Regions from separate parts of the Mus musculus genome. Here region 2 is linked to region 1. A link is a contact called in public Hi-C data. All regions are on one chromosome and are shown on one strand. The core of a region is the stretch at or near the end of the contact, and the rest is flanking DNA. Distances in the headings are between cores, read along the strand shown.

Region 1 (7,935 bases), core at 3,110-5,609:
AACCTGGCTCCTAGACTGAAAATCCAGCTAGAAATGGGATACCCAATGTCAGAGGTCAGTGTTGTCTTGCATCCTTCTGAGTGCTCCCTGCAATTCTTTTGATTTTAAAAATTGTACTTTTGTAGACTGGGGATTGAACTTAAGGGCATTTGTACAGGCCAGGCAAACACTTTGTCACCAAGCTACATCTCCAGTCTTTTACTTCTAGTGAGGGTCTTTTCAAGCTGCCTTGAACTTGCTTGGTAACCCAAGCAGGTCTTGAACTTAGCATGCTCCCACTGAAGGTTCCAAAGTAGCTAGGATTGCAATCCTGCAGGTTTGGAGAAAGCTGCATGCTCAGGGTTAGGACAGGCTGGGACAAATTGATTGAATGCAGAAAGGGTGAGGAACTCAAGAGGAGAGACATACTGGGCAAGATGATAATCTAAAATTGTGTTATATATTCTGGGTTAAGTGGCAGATGCTACAGCTACAGGCAACAGTCTCCAGACTCCAGTTGCTCCGTATGGACAATATGACTCTTCCCTGCTCACAACATTTGTCTTCACAATCCCCTTCACCGAAGTTATTTCCCCATGATACTTCCATCTCTTGTTCAAACCCAACATACCTGTTACAAATGACCATGACTGCACCTGTGTCTTTCCTGACCTCCCAGTTGTCATGGCTTCTTACTCTTCCTCCCCTCCCAGGAGTCCCCATCCCCTCACCCTACTTGGCTTTTTAGCCACCTTACACACTGGACAGGTTCCTTTTTGCTTTGTTGGTTGCTTCCTTCCTGTAGCATAGATTGCTTCTTTATCATGTTTTGATTTATCAGTCTCTTTGCTTCTAGAATGTATAGTAAGCACTCAAACAATAGCCGCTGAATGCAGGAAGAAAGGAACGTCAGAAAGGGTCGGTAGAGAGGGCTGGAGGACAGATCCAGGCAGAAATCAAAGCACGGTGTACAGGTGCTCGAAGACCCATGACATTCGTATCCAGAACTCCAAGAGTTGGGTGCTCAAAAGGTATTGTTGATGTTAGGCGTCCACCTCCGCAGGCTCCTCAACTAGAGTCAATCAAACTGAATCAATTTCTTTGCCATCACTTAATGATCACCCTTCTGACTCCAACTCCTACATGCCTGGGCTGGTTGCTGATGCAGCATCCACTCCTGACTCAGCTTTGACCGCTCAGCATCCTGCCTTTCAGAGATGCCTTGATTTCATGTGTTCCTCACTCTCTATTGAAGTAGAAACTTCAGTTATGTCAAATAATGTTTTGCTGGGGCACACAGGTGAAAGGATGTTTTGCTATAGCAGACATGTGAAAGGAGGCATGATGTTTAGATGGAAGATAAACATGACCCCACAGATAGTGGGGGCTCAAGCATTGGTTTGCTTTGCTCTGCCTTGTTCGTTCGCTAATCTTCACTAAGGACACACATGTATTGTTCGCCTTACATCATTGTGTTGCTGAGCTTGGCTTCATAGAGAGAAACTCGACAAAGAACTTCTCATGAGCTTCCTTCCACGGACTCAGGCCAGTCAGCAAGCCTTGCGGTTTCTTCTGGATTGGACTGCACTTGCTGATTCGTCGTGGACTGGTCTGCAGCTGCTGGCTCGTGTGGGATATTTGCTAGGGGGCTGGACTGAGAGCAATGAAGACTGGAGTCACCTCAAAGAACTATTTCTAAACAGGCCCACTCTCCTTAATAACCTTTCTTTTCTTCTATCTCTGGTGGTTGGTAGACTAGAAAGGAATTTGAACCCTTATTAAAATAAATTGTGAAAAATATATGCCTACATTCCATTATCATTATTCCTATCATCTCGTAATGGGCAACGCCATCTCAATCAGCTCTCTGTGTTAAATACAGAGTTCTCAAACAACTACATTCTTTCACCTCTGGGACAAAGTCCAAACTTAACAACACATCATATGAAACCCTATGCTCTTACCACCCATTCTAGCATCATCTTTCCTCCTGCACCAAGGTTACTCTCCCCAGCCCTCGAGCCCCCGAAGGCTCCTGCCAGTCTCCCTATCTTTCACGATGCAGCTTGTGTTGTAATTTGCCCATATTTAATCGCACAGGTTCTTGAATCTGTTCACATTTTGAGGATTTATCTCTCTAATCAACAGTGTCCAGGAAATAATTGGCATATAATTTTTCTTATCACATATAAATATTTAGTAATTAAAATGAAAAGCATCCATGTATGTTCCCCATAGGATCACATTATATGCTACAGTAACTACTCTGCCCCAACCCCTGCCTCCAAGTCTCTGATTAAAAATGATTGAGCTGGATCAGGGGTGTGGTTTCAGAAGCTCTGATCCCAGTCCTTGAAAGGCTGAGGCAGGAAGATTGGATGTTTTCTAGATTGTGGACACTATTTCACACACCCTAGGCATATTTATTCATTTAAGGCTCATAAGAACCCCCATGAGATGGAGCCAAAGTGATTTTCATCTTGCAGAAAAGTTGTTGTGCCCAGTGTCACATGGACTATAAGCCTGGCATTCAGGCTTGACCATTGGCTAGTCCACATCCTTACCTGACTCACGTGTCATCTCCACGGGTCTTAGTGCTGTAGATACCTTCAACATTTTAATTCTGTGACAATGGAGCTTGTTCTGATGGGAAGGTAGATCAGCTGCTAAGGGGGATGGTAGAATACCCAGAACAGGGGACCTTGCAGAAAGCAACATCCTAGCTGTCTGGGATTTCCTAGGTTTGCTTTAAGCATCTCCCAAGGATGCCAATCAAGTTGGCATTGTTCTGACAGAATCTCGGACTTCTGGCTTTTTCTGCTGTCCTGTACATTTTGGGTCCCTAGAGATGCTCTGACATTTCCAGCTCTGAGCAAGAAAGCGATGGGACCAGATCACCCGATTTCTGCCTGAACCTCAGACTCCCAGCCCGTTTGCACACGGCAGAGGCCCGTCTGCTACAGAAGAACCTCAAGGTCACTCACCAAGGCTTCATTGTATCTGTGCTTTACCTTTAAAAGGAACATCTTAACTCATCTCCTGTCCTTGGGTGCTTCATGGAATCCGTGCATGTTAATAGCCATTCCTGTCAAATGCCTGTCACCATTGCTGTGAGACTGTGTGTCACAGCGTTTGAGATGATGCAGCCAGATACTATCGACCAGCTCAGCATCTCTCTGAGAAACCCATGTTCAACTACATCCCTGTGGGTAATAAACAGGATGGATGCCCTCATCCCATGATAGAGCGTTATCTACAAATATATAACTCAAAAGAAATTACCACCAATATTCTTTTAATTGGAAATATCCTTCTTCCGCCTAAGCAGATACGTGCAAGCCCCTCTCTTACTGAAGCCATCCACAGCAGAGGAACATGTGTGTGAATGACAGCCTTTTAATCTTCCCCCGTAATCAGCTCCCCAAGCCCGAATGCTGAGTCTGTGAAACTGGCAAGGCCAGCCTGTTTCTCAGCTACCTCCTGCCGCAGGCTCCGGTGGGTCTGCCCTGCCCTTCTCCCTAACTTTAGCACTGGGACTCTTTAGAAAGCCAGAATATTTTTCACCCTGGGCTTGATCCTCCATTAAAACCAGCCGACCTAGAAAAATGAAGCTTAGGCGAGGCGGCTTTTCTGATCCCATTATCGATAAGCTCTTAGAGTTCATCAATGAAAATTAGAAGTTGTTAATCCTGTACATTTCCCCCCCCATCCCTTGATTTTTAATTACAGAAGAGAGAAGTAATGGATAACGTCTGGGGTTGCAGAGACACTGAAGCTGTCAAGAGAAAATTAAATTTACAGTCAGAGAGTTTTGTTTTCTCAAGTGTCCTTATAAAATTCGAAAGAGGCTCCTGGCATCACCAAGGCAATTCAACTGGTTTCCTAAACTGGCAGGATTTTCTTCGAAGAAGCCCTCCTTCCTTTGCCAAGAGAGTGTCTTAATGACAAGGACTGGACCTAAAGGGAACTCATTCAGAAGAAAACTGCATTAAAAGAACATTAAGGGCGATGTTTTAAAGTCTGATTTAAACTCATGAAAGCAAGGAGATTTATTGTTGAAGCCAAATCGCCGAGCTGACGCGCCCTGCCTGGTAATACATTCTGATTGGAGCACAGGGGATTGAATCTGTGCAGAGACATCGCTCACTGTGGCCTCAGCATTCCAGCTGCTGAGCCAGGAGATAGTGATGGGGAGCCGGGAGGGGGGCCACACAGGCTGGGGACAGCCACATTTCTAAAAGCAGATGGGCTAACATCCCATGGGGAACAACTCACCAGGGAAGTAGGAGAAGGGCGCTGCCAGCTGAGGTCAGCCTTGACATTAGTCGACAGCTCAGCAGCCTCGAAGCAGCTCCCAACACAAACAGTCATGGGTGGAGTGGGGGCTGGGAGGCCGGGTGGGGGGTGCGGGGAGGGGTTCCCTGGAGAATTGGAGGCTCAGCAGGAAGTTCCAGCCCATCTCCTCTGAATCCTAGCCAATCCTCCTCCACTCCCTGGCCCCACCCCACCCAGGGGGTGGGGCAGAATCTTCTCTTGGGCAGCTCCTTCTACATTCAAAGGGACCCGTGACAGAATGAACCCCAACCTCAACCTGCTGCTCTATTTTCCTTGGCAAGTTTCTACTTGTGCTGCAGACCTGGCTGCTAGCCAAAGGGCCAGCTGCTTGCCACCTTGCAAGTCAGGATCTGATTTCTAGATTAGCAGTGTTTGTGCCAATGTTGGAAAGGTACATTGAAGTCACCTGGAAAAAAATCAAAGAACACAGCCTTGAGCTCCTGCCCCCGCTTCCCTCCCAGTTCAAGGTCATGTGTCCCAATGATAGCTTCTATATTTCAGTTGGGGATGGCATTGCATTCTATTCCAAATAACAATGGTCTCCAGAGTAAGCCTTGGGGCTTTTTCCTCTTGACTTTCAAACTGATCCATCCCCCTTTGTGCCATTTTTAGTGTCCCAGTGCCTGTACAGATGTCTATTTCTTGGACTATCTGTTGCTTCCCCATGCATGGATATAGGGCTGTCTATTCAAGTGGTCACATTTGGATAGCCAAGAGATAGTAAAGATGTGCCAACAGGTCAGTCTGTGAAAACTAGAAGACCACAGAGTGTCACTTGAGCAGGGACCCAAAAGTGTGTGTGTTGTGTGTGTGTGTGTTGGGGGTGGTGGTGGTGGTGGTGGGTTGTTTTGTTTTCTGAGTTCGGTTGTTTGTTGATGACAGATTCTCATTCTAGCCTAGGATGCCCTGGAATTTATTCAGAAACCCAGACCAGTCTCAGTCTCTTCTACTTTCCATCTCTCGAGTGCTGGAATTACAGGCATGAGTTGCTACTCTTGGATCAAAAAGTCTTTGGTGAAAGTGAAGTCAGGTGTTTGAGACCAGGCAAGCCTCCTTCAGGAAACAGAATCAGGAACCGACCTGGAGGGCTCAGGTGACTAGGTGGGATGTGAGATCTTTCTGTTATATATTTATCTAGTAATGTGTATGTTGAGTGCTTCTCAACATCACAGAGCATGAAGCTGTGCAAACACATAGGTGGAGTAAATTCGGCAAGTAATGCCATCCATGAATGTTCACAGTAGAGACAGAAAGAGCTGTGGGGAGCGTTAGAAGGATGCTCCACGGCAAGTGGAGCTTGAAGGAAATAGAAACCGCTCAAAAGTAAGGAGTAAGAAGTGTGGAGGGCAGAGTCCATGAAGCTCAGAGTGGGAATTTAGCCTAGGGACCTGTGACAGTGGAAGAGAGACTGGCTGCACAGTGGAGACATGGTTACAAAGGCTGTGTGCCCTTCTAAGGAACGCTAATCCTCTCTGGTAGCTAATAAAAAGCCAATTAATGATGTTAAAAGCGTCTGAATTATCATCAGCCTAAGGTAGCTGAAAACTCAAACTTCATCACATAATTGTCCTATTTGGAATAAAGAGGATGACCCTGAAGGGAGTCAATATTGGTTTGGATGGTATGAAGCTCTGAAGAAGATCCACAGGTATCCCAGGCCCCAAGAAAATTGTTCATACATTGAAAGTTTTGTGAATGATTTTGTGTGCTCCCTAAAGCCAACCCATAATATCTATATGTCTTATATCTATAGATAGTTTTCTCTAAAGAGAGCCATGGCAAAGAATTTGCTCTTCAAGAATTTCATACACCTTAAGAAATGGTGTGTCACAATGTCTGTTTTTGCTTTCAAATGGTTCACGACATTTTAAAAGTGCGTGTGCTCACATGCATTTCCAGAGAAAGAAGCAACATACTCTTGCTTATGGTAGATGAATCTGGGGGTGGGGGTGGTATATGAGTGTTCATTATAATTTCTTTCAACTTTCTGTACATTTGAAATAAAAAAAAGCCAAAGAAAGCCCCAGCTGAAGATGGAAGTAACAGGAATGAATATAAAGTAATGAGCCTTATTCATTTATATTCCTTTACCATATTCTGTCTGAACACACTCTGTAGTGGTTCAATATTTAGTTGGAATAATCAATAGGATGTAGTGTCTGATGAAAGGCACAGTGGCAGAGCTTGAAGTGGCCCATGTGAATGATGGGCAGCTCACTGAACAGGGCAACCAGAAGGCATAGGGCAGCAAAGGGGAGGGAGGGTGAGTCAAATTTATTCCGAGGGCAGCGTTTTTAAAGGTGTGGGGGATGCCCTGGAGTGGGTCACCAGAGATGAGTACGATTAAAGGGACTGTGAGTGCAGGCGACCTCGGCCAAGGACAGGGAGACTCTTGTAAGGAGGCAAGGCTTAGGAAGTGACATTTGTAGTGGTTGCCTGGAGACCTGTAAAACGAGTACAAAGTAGCGACTTCACTTCTCGTAGCCTAACAGGGCTGTGTGGGCAAGGTGCTTGCACACCTTAGCTTGGGCTTCACGTCGTTCCAGTTGCTCTGCTAGATTACATCCACGCCCACCAAGCAAGAGTCTAAGATAAGGAGACCCTCAAGGAGACCCCAGTGCAGTATGGGAAAGAGACATCTAAACAGCTACCTCTCGTAGTAGCCAATGCAAGGCAGAGGAAAAAAAATAGAGACGTTCAGTTTCATATAAAATGTATCAATGTACGGATGCTTAGGTGGTGTGAACACCATGGCTAGGCACAGATCATGGACCATATGACTAATTTGTGTAAGTCCCAGCTAAGGGGAAATGCATGTCCCAGTTAGTACTAAATGCCAAAGTTCCCTCTTTATAACGCACGGGTATTGTAGCTGTGGAAGACAGTCCTTCTACAGAGTGTTTTGAATTTTCTCCTAAAGAATAATAATTTTACAAAGAGGGAGGGAGGGAGCGAGGGAGGGAGGGAGGGAGCGAGGGAGGGAGGGAGGGAGGGAGGGAGGGAGGGAGGGAGGGGAGGGAGGGAGGGAGGGAGGGAGGGAAGAAGGGAAGGAGAGAAAGAAAGGCATTCCAGAATGCACAAGGTAGCAGAATATAAACAGACATAGTCCCATTAAGGATTAAGGACTAAAGGAAAATTCTGTAAAACAGAACATAATTCTATTTTACATAGCAGGGCTCTGAATTTGCCTCCCTGGTCGAGGCGCTGTGCAGCTGATCTCAGGATACTGTCCAGGAATTCCCCTCCTCCTCCCCCTCCTCCTCCGTGTCTGAACGCAGGTGGCTGAAAGGCTTGCTGGAAGACCCCATTCTTAGTTGCTTTCTGCTGTTTTCTCTGCCTCCAACTAAGCAGAGAAAGACCCATGTATTCTGTGCTCTGAAAACAATGGCCACGTCCCTCCATCTCTTTTCAGAGGAAATGCAGAAATTTAAAAAGTACTAAATAGACAAGGAGACTATCACATCTTTGACACACTTTTCTTCACAACATCTCCTAGGTTAATGTTTCCTGAATGATTTCTATGTGCCAAGCATCCAGTGGGCTCTTTACATGCATTTTATCCTCATAATTGTTCTAAAGAAAAGGTATTATTATTATTAATTCCTTTACCTGGATGTAAAA
Region 2 (7,935 bases), core at 2,648-5,147, 77 kb before region 1:
GAAAAGCATCCATACTGTACCCCTAGTAACTAGCTCCTCGTCTTCCTGGATGACAAAGGAAGGCCCAGAAGTGGATGTTCTTGGACAAGTCTTGCTAAGGACCTGTGATTTTCTTGCTGTTCTCTACAGCTTTCGCTTTCGCTTTCGCTTTCGCTTTCGCTTTCGCTTTCCCTTTCCTTTCCTTTTCCTTTCCTTTCCTTTCCTTTCCTTTCCTTTCCTTTCCTTTCCTTTCCTTTCCTTTCCTTTCCTTTCCTTTCCTTTCCTTTCCTTCCCTTCCCTTCCCTTCCCTTCCCTTCCCTTCCCTTCCCTTCCCTTTTTTCTTTTCTCTTCTTTTCTTTTCTCTTCTCTTCTCTTCTCTTCTCTTCTCTTCTCTTCTCTTCTCTTCTCTTCTTTTCCTTCCTTCCTTCCTTCCTTCCTTCCTTCCTTCCTTTCTTTCTTTCTTTCTTTCTTTCTTTCTTTCTTTCTTTCTTTCTTTCTTTCTTTCTTTCCTTCTTTTTTTTTTTTTTTGGCTTTTTGAGACAGGGCTTCTCTGTGTAGCTCTGGCTGTTCTGGAACTCACTCTGTAGACCAGGTTGGCCTCGAACTCAGAAATCCGCTTTGCTTTTCAATAACATCCTTCATTACTTTGCTGCTTCTGTGTGCTTTCTAACATGGCAAGAACCTGACAGCACTAGTCTGGAGAGAGCACTGGTACCAACTAGTCCCTGCATTGGGTACTTTTGTGAAGGGCTCACACTGCCATCCTAGATTACAACCCTGAGAGTTCCCACTATTTCACAGTCAGGGCAGGTCCAGTGTTTTGTGTTTTGAGATTATTGCACTGGCTGTCTGGCAGAAAAGGATTGGAAGGTGATGGGGCTGGATAGAGAGTTATTAGAAGACTGTAGTAACTGTCCAGAGTAGGGGATGATGGGTATTCTGGAACACAAGGTAGCAGTGTAGATGGAGAGGATTGGCAGACTCCAGGGATGTTAAGGAATAAAGTTGACAGGTCTGGCAAACTCTATGAAAACTCAAGAGGTACTATCATTTCTGTGTGTGTGTGTGTTTTTTTTTTTTTCTGAAATATGAGAGAGCATAAGAGCCCACAGTAGGTCTTTTGAGGACACTAGCATAAAAGCTATGGAACAGCCAGTGTTTTAATTCCCTCTGTCAAGGGCCTACTTGGTAGGAATGCACAGTGACAGATGAGTTTGCAGTAGAACAACATGAAGACAGTAGTTTCCTTGGTCACTAAACCCCTCTTTAACTTCTAAACCCTACGTGGACTCTACCACTCAGCTGGTCTAGATGGGGGTCAGTCTTTGTATCCTTATTTTGACAACCACCCCAAATAACTATAGTTAAAAGGCACTGATTTCAAATATGTCTTTCAAATCTGGCAACTTGATATGGAAGCATAGTTTTTGTTCTTGATGGCATGGTCTTCCTTGGCTAAGTCCCAGATTTCCTGTCTGTAGGAGACTTTGAAACCCCATCTCTTCGAGGTTCTATGAGGGTTGATTTCCATGTTGCCCCTGGTTCATCTCTGCTAATACCTTGCTTGGTGTGGTAGATGGCCTCTATGGGCTCAGTCAATACGACTATGATGACTCAGGGATCAGGAAGCCCAGAAACCTGACTGGGTCACAGGTCAACCCAACCCTGAGGTCTCTGTAAATGTCACCTGACTCAGTTCTTACCTACATTATGTTTTTTCTTTTCCACATAGTGAAATCCAGGCCCAAGGAAGAAACCATTTACCTAAAGGCAGGGCAAAAGCAGGGAGCTGGGAGCTCAGTCTTTTTTCTACATACCATATCGGATTCAGGCCATGGATTATTCTAGAGAAAGACTCATTACCAAGTTGGTGGCACCTGAGGGGACAGCCCTTGCCTATTCTGCTTCAAACTTCTGGGCTGAACTAGCTGTACAGTGGAAAGCAGAGGACAGTTAGCAGCCAACGAGGGTAGATATCAAGCAGGAGGTTAGTGGGTTAGTGATGCCTGAGAACAAGGACAGGACAATGGGGAGAGGAGGCAGCTCAGAAGCCAGGAGCAGAAGGGAAAGGGCAAGAGAGTTGATGATGTCATGTTGGGGGGGTGAATATAGAATTATACATCCAGGATATGGCTAGGGTCTGAACAAGCTGACATATATCAGCTGGCACAGTAAGCTGGCAGACAAGGACTGAGTAAAACATGATGGTAAATGTATATTACCTTTCTCCTCGTTTAAAGGTGGCCCCTACTCCTAAGGGAAGGATGGAAAGCCATCTTCTTCTGTAGGGCCTCTGTGTGGATCCATCCCCCCTTTTTGGGACTCCCCCATCCATTCATACATTTATAGAGTTAGCAGGATTTATAGAATGTCACCTCAGGTCTTTGGGGGTATATAGAAGGGCTAGCTATCAGAGAAAACTAGTCTCTCTGGCCTGGAAGATTTTGATTTTTATGCCTTTTTTTTTTTCTAGACAGGGTTTCTCTGTGTAGCCCTGGCTGTCCTGGAACTCACTCTGTAGATCAGGCTGGCCTCGAACTCAGAAATCCGACTGCCTCTGCCTCCCAAGTGCTGGGATTAAAGGTGTGCGCCACCACGCCTGGCTGATTTTTATGCTTTTTATGTGTATTTGCTGGTATCAAAGTAAGGGATTTGCTACTGTGCAGCTACCACTGCGTTCAGATACCGTGTTGGGGCCCGAGGATGTCCCAAACCACTGCTGGGAAATGCCAACTTTTTATAAAAAATTAGGAATTAGCTCGAGCAGCTTGCCTGCTAAGTGAAAAAAAAAATTACATAATTTCTTCTGCACGGCTGCATGAAGCAGAGGTTTTCTTTCTTTCTCCCCCCCACCCCCCGAATGTACAGTAAATCTCAAGTGATTTATGTCATGGCACCTCTCCTTGAACACAATATAACATTGCTACCAAATTTAAATAAAAAATAAATGATGTGTTGTGCTAGGAGATTCTCCTGCCAACAGCTCTCGCACAATTAACACACTGGCAGAATGTGTTGCTAATTCCATGCCACTGGCGTGTTTTCTGCTTCAGAATATAGCAATGAAATCGGGTCAGAGATCCAATAATAACGAGCGTTCGTTAAAATATACAGCTCTGTGTGGTAGATATATTGTAGGCATGGGCGGGAAGTAGAAAGACCCACAGTGGTGCATTAAATAGCTCAGTCCCCCAAATAGAACTGGAAGAATTTGTCTTCAAGCTTCAGCAGAGAGAGAGGGAACAGCATGGAGAGAGAGAGAGAGAGAGAGAGAGAGAGAGAGAGAGAGAGAGAGAGAGAGAGAGAGAGATAGAGAGAGAGATAGTTCATCCCAAGTCCAGGGTTCCATGTTGGAAGAAAGGGCTTAATTATCAAGATCTGGCCACATACAAGGGAGGCAAGGAAACAAGGAAAACATAAACTCAACGAATCATGCAAAATTCTGATTCTGCAGGTTTCTCCAAGACAGTTTCTCTCTCTTCTCTTAGCCTCCTCACATAGGTTCTGTTCTTTTCCACAACAAAAACAGCGATGATGAAAATATTTTGGCAATGTTCAGGGCCTTTCACACCCATGACCCTGACCTCCAAATCAATTTTCTTTATTCTTAACCTGACCTTGGCTTCCATTCTCCCTGGCGTTCAATATTAGTTACAAAATCTTGAGCTCTTTGAGACCTTCTCCCCCTCCCCCAATAACCCTGGCAGGCCACACTTGTGAAGCCCCAGAGAGGAAAGAGAAAGGCTGCTTGACAAAGAGAAATAATAAGGAGATAAACAAGCCCAGTGTGTTCTCCAGGAGTCTCATTTGCACCAAATGCCATTAGCACCGTTATTTTTGCAGAGGACGGTGGAGCCTGCCTTGGCTCCCTGCTTGTGTCAGGCGCTTTGGATAACACCATACATCACCAGGCGGCCCAAGCGCTTCACTTAAATAGTGATATGTAAGGGAGAGCATGTTACATTCAATCCATCAGCCATGGGCTGGCTGAGTGCAGAAGCTGGAAAAATCGCTCACATTTCTCCATTGCTGCCTGCATTAATACCCGAAAGGGAGCGAGCTGAGAAAGGAAAGTGCCAATTTTGGCACACATGTTAAAAAGAGAAGCAAAGAATAGGAGGGAAAGAAACCATCTTCCAAACAAGGTGCCAAGGGGGCCAAGGGAGGCTTTTAACGGAGAAGACTGCTTTTCAAGACTGAGGCATTGACAAGGAGAATGAGGACTCGCTGAGACAAGAGTTCCAGGGTCAGCAGCATGCTTTCCGGAGAAGAAGTTAGCTGGCAGGGGCTATTTTTCTGCAAATTAGGTTTCTATCAAGAGTAACCGTGGAGGAGGAGCGGAGGGAAATGAATTGGAGTCTCTTGAATAATCAGGTATTGTTGGACTGTTGGAATGACCTATACACCGATGTGTGCAAAGACTGTTCCCATCCCTCCTTTCATAGGATGGGAAGCCTCCCACAGCTGTTGACAAAGTGTCCTAATAGGACGTCTTTGGGGATGACAGTGTGGCCCCATGAAACAATGGTCCGTAGAGTGTGGGCTCCACATGGCCAGAAAGGCATGGTCTTTCTGACCACTGCAGGCACGACAGGGCTGTGGGGGGCAGTGGGAGAGGCAGAATCCAAACTCTGGGCAGATTGTGGAGAATTATGACAAGAAGGGACAGAACCAGCTTTCCTTGGAGATGATAGAGGCAGTCCTTGAACTGACAGTTTAGCAGCGCTCAGTACCATATTCAGTTCAAAGGAACATCTGCCTGTGTCCAGTTCAGTTTCTGCTGAGAAGGCTCCCTGCACCCTCTTGCGGCTCCAGTTGTATCCTCCCGACTTAGATATTTGCAAATATGACTGAGACCCATGCTTGTCCATGTAGTCCAGATGCAGGTGAACTCTCAGTCAAAGTTCAGGGCTCCAAGGTGAAGCCCACAGAGATACGTCACAAGGAAGACACTCCTTATTATGCTTGTTTATCTCCTAAAACAAATGTCCTCCAAGCTGATACATTATGTAGTGACACAAAATAGTTAACATGGCAGGTGAGATTTATAGGCCCTTGAAATTTCTCAACTCCTTACCGTTAGGCCCTTGAAATTTCTCAACTCCTTACCGTTCTAAGGTGCAACCCGGTTACATCAGAAAATAAGAAGACAGCCATCCATTTAACACACGCTTTATAAGGATCTATCTCAGATATCCAAAAGTTAAAATTTAAATAGGAAAAATAGCTCATATGTTAAGAAAATAGAGTAATAGCAACCAAGAGAAATGAAGAGTCAGGAATGACGGCCAGTCTAGTTGGTGACTCGAGGTACAGGAGGGTGAAAGGTGAACAGGAGAAAGCTATGGGACAGTGACAAAAGCTGACGTCCCTGGCTGGAACCACCCTGTAATGAAACGGCATGCCATGTTCATCCTGGCAACTGTCAAAGCATAGCATAGCACCAAACACAGAGCAGGTGCTCCGTGAATATTTGCTGAACTGTGAGTCTGTGGTAACTGTCTGTCTCAGCTCCGGTTTCTATTACTATGATAGACATCATGATCAAAGGTCACGTGAAGAGGAAAAGGATTTATTTGGCTTATGCTTCCTCATTATAGTTTACCAATGAAGGAAGCAAAGGCGGGAACCCCAGTAGGGCAGGAACCTGGAGGCAGGAACTGAAGTAATAGCACCTCTATCCTTTCTGAGAGGGTAAAGCACACCAGGCATGTGGGAACTTCTGGGGCGTTTAGACTGTGGGCTTACTGTGTCTCTCAGATGCTGACTAGTTGACGATCTCAGACCTGACCTTCTCTGGGCCTTTCTCTTTCTCTCCCTCCCCTACTGCTTTGGTAGAAGAATTCTTTAAGTGTCACCTTTCAAAGACTGAGGTAAAACTATAGAGTTCCGTGTATCCATGTTTATGTTTAGAGAATTTCATCTCTCCCCAATCTCTGTGGGATGCTGTTACTGGAAGGCTGGATCTGTGGCAGGATGGCAATAGAGTTAAGATAGTCTCTTCATTACACAGTAGCTTACCCCTTGGAAGAAGAGAGAAGACCCAGGGGGTTTCCCACCTAGTGTCCAGAGATGCATACTCTGGAATACTTGGTCTTGTTCTGGGAAGAATATCTTAGAGCAGAAGATGTAGTGGAAAGTATTATGACAATGAATGACTGCCAGCTACCTTATTAAGAACCCAACTGAAACATAATCACAAAGCAGACCACAGTAACCCAGCTCCACACTCTCTACCACCCTCTCTAGGGTCTGCTCTCTAGAGCATCGCTTACCCAGCACTTAGTAGCAAGCCTGTGGTCTGAGGAAGTAGAATCACATTTTTTTTTGTTGCTAATTATTAAAGTGATCCAGATTTTAGAGTCAAATCAACAGGCATAGGAAATGAAGTCATCTGTGACTTCAGATTTTAAACATGGAACAGAAACTTTTATGTCGTTTAGTAGAGAATAAGTTGGTGTACCTTTTTTAAAAAAAATTGGAATGAAAAGATGATTACATCATTCTCTTCCTTTGCTTTCTTCCCTCTGACTCTTGCTTGTCCTTTGCTTTTTATCTCTGATTCATGGCCTCTATTTATTTAATTTGTGTGTGTGTGTGTGTGTGTGTGTGTGTGTGTGTGTGTGTGTATGCACATGTGATCTCATACTATCAAAATAGATAGTAGTTATATTTTTTGAGATGGGGGTCTCACCAAACTCTCCAGGCTGATCCTAAACTCCCAGGTTCAAGCAACTATGTCATACCTGGACATGTTTTAAATTTTGTATTCTACACAGTGATCCTCAGAGTAATTTTAGCTTCCTAGGAGAGTCCACAATATTATTGACTCCACATGCCTCACAAAGCCCACTTATCACTTGTAAAAATCACACATAAGACAGCATGTGGCACGTGTGTTTATGATTCCTTACCTGGAGCTTGGCAGCTTTGGTACTGTGACATCCTTACTCATTCACATATCCATCCAAAGACGACTGATCGACACCTATTCCTGAGGAAATATTTGGATTTCTTGGTGCTTTTTTCCCTTTTCTTTTCCACAGCTCCCATCCTGTCTTAATCCAGGGGCTGGGAGAAATACAGGTCTGTGTGCTGGAGAAGAGGCTAAAGGTTAATGATTTGTGCTTTCAAGAAAAACATAGACAATCATGACAAACATTCGGACAGCCTTTGAGTCAGAAGTCAAGAAAGTCTAACTCATGGACATTAGCTTTGTGCTAACACATATTCAGGTCCCCAGCTACTCTAAAGATGGAATCAGGAGGATCGCTTCATTCCATGAGTTCAAGGTCAGCCCTGACTATCTGGTTTTCACTCTATGGTCTTTGGACCAATGGTTTTGTCTTGAGTTTGTTGGAAATGGAAATCCCTGGACCCAAACTCCTAGCTCTGACCTACTGAACCAGAATCTCTAGGCCTAGGCTTCAAGGAATAGTGTGTTTAAAAAAAATGATTTTTACATACATTAATGTATGAAAACCACTGCCCTCCTGTTAACCAGGCTTTGCCTGAGCAAAGCCTCTTCTCTCTCTCTCTCTCTCTCTCTCTCTCTCTCTCTCTCTCTCTCTCTCACACACACACACACACACACACACACACACACACACACACACATACACAGAGCAACCAAGTCATTTATGCAGTTTCAACTCAGGGAGGGAAAAAAAATAGCAAGTTCCCAGCGATAATCAAAAGGGAAAATATTTGGACAGGTAATTTGGGGAACTGGCTATGGATCACTATGTACAATAATGAAGTTGAGCAATTAGGTTTGGAAATCCACAGCACAGAAAATAATTAACCCACAAAGTAATCATCTTGGAAGTCTCAAAGCTCATGATTAAAATAAACCTGAAACAAATGATTGTTTAACTTTTAAGCTGCGCTTGTTTTAGCCACCGTCGACTTCAGGTGTGAACTCCGGGGAGTTCTACCTACCTGGTGAGCCTGGAT

What was found. A called contact is a pair of places that touch in the nucleus more often than the background predicts.
Region 2: a contact with region 1 is called in a Hi-C map of nephron progenitors, with 2.4 times the contacts expected there. The contact joins the enhancer-like site here to the promoter of AI197445 in region 1. A contact is called at or near these places in 3 of 484 Hi-C or Micro-C datasets (cerebral cortex and nephron progenitors), 8 of 115 datasets of contacts at active chromatin or transcription factors (bone marrow-derived macrophages, differentiating embryonic stem cells, embryonic forebrain and 5 more) and 1 of 9 other capture datasets (embryonic stem cells).

The regions. Positions count from the first base shown.
Region 1 is chr13:107,466,246-107,474,180 of GRCm38.p6, reverse strand. It overlaps AI197445 (expressed sequence AI197445), which reads right to left and starts at 4,359. Exons shown (of 3, transcript NR_045083.1): 1 at 4,255-4,359; 2 at 611-1,734.
Region 2 is chr13:107,542,378-107,550,312 of GRCm38.p6, reverse strand. The region is part of intron 1 of Gm32004 (a long non-coding RNA gene); the gene reads left to right. Gm31920 (a long non-coding RNA gene) reads right to left here. Exons shown (of 4, transcript XR_382877.3): 1 at 7,921-7,935; 2 at 6,894-7,074. Among named protein-coding and RNA genes, the nearest start is that of Gm31920, 5.4 kb to the right of the region's middle. Within about 2 kb of position 3,897, at least 22 of the 459 cell types and tissues checked have an H3K27ac peak or open chromatin away from gene starts, as enhancers often do. A contact at or near this core is called in embryonic forebrain, where this site is marked.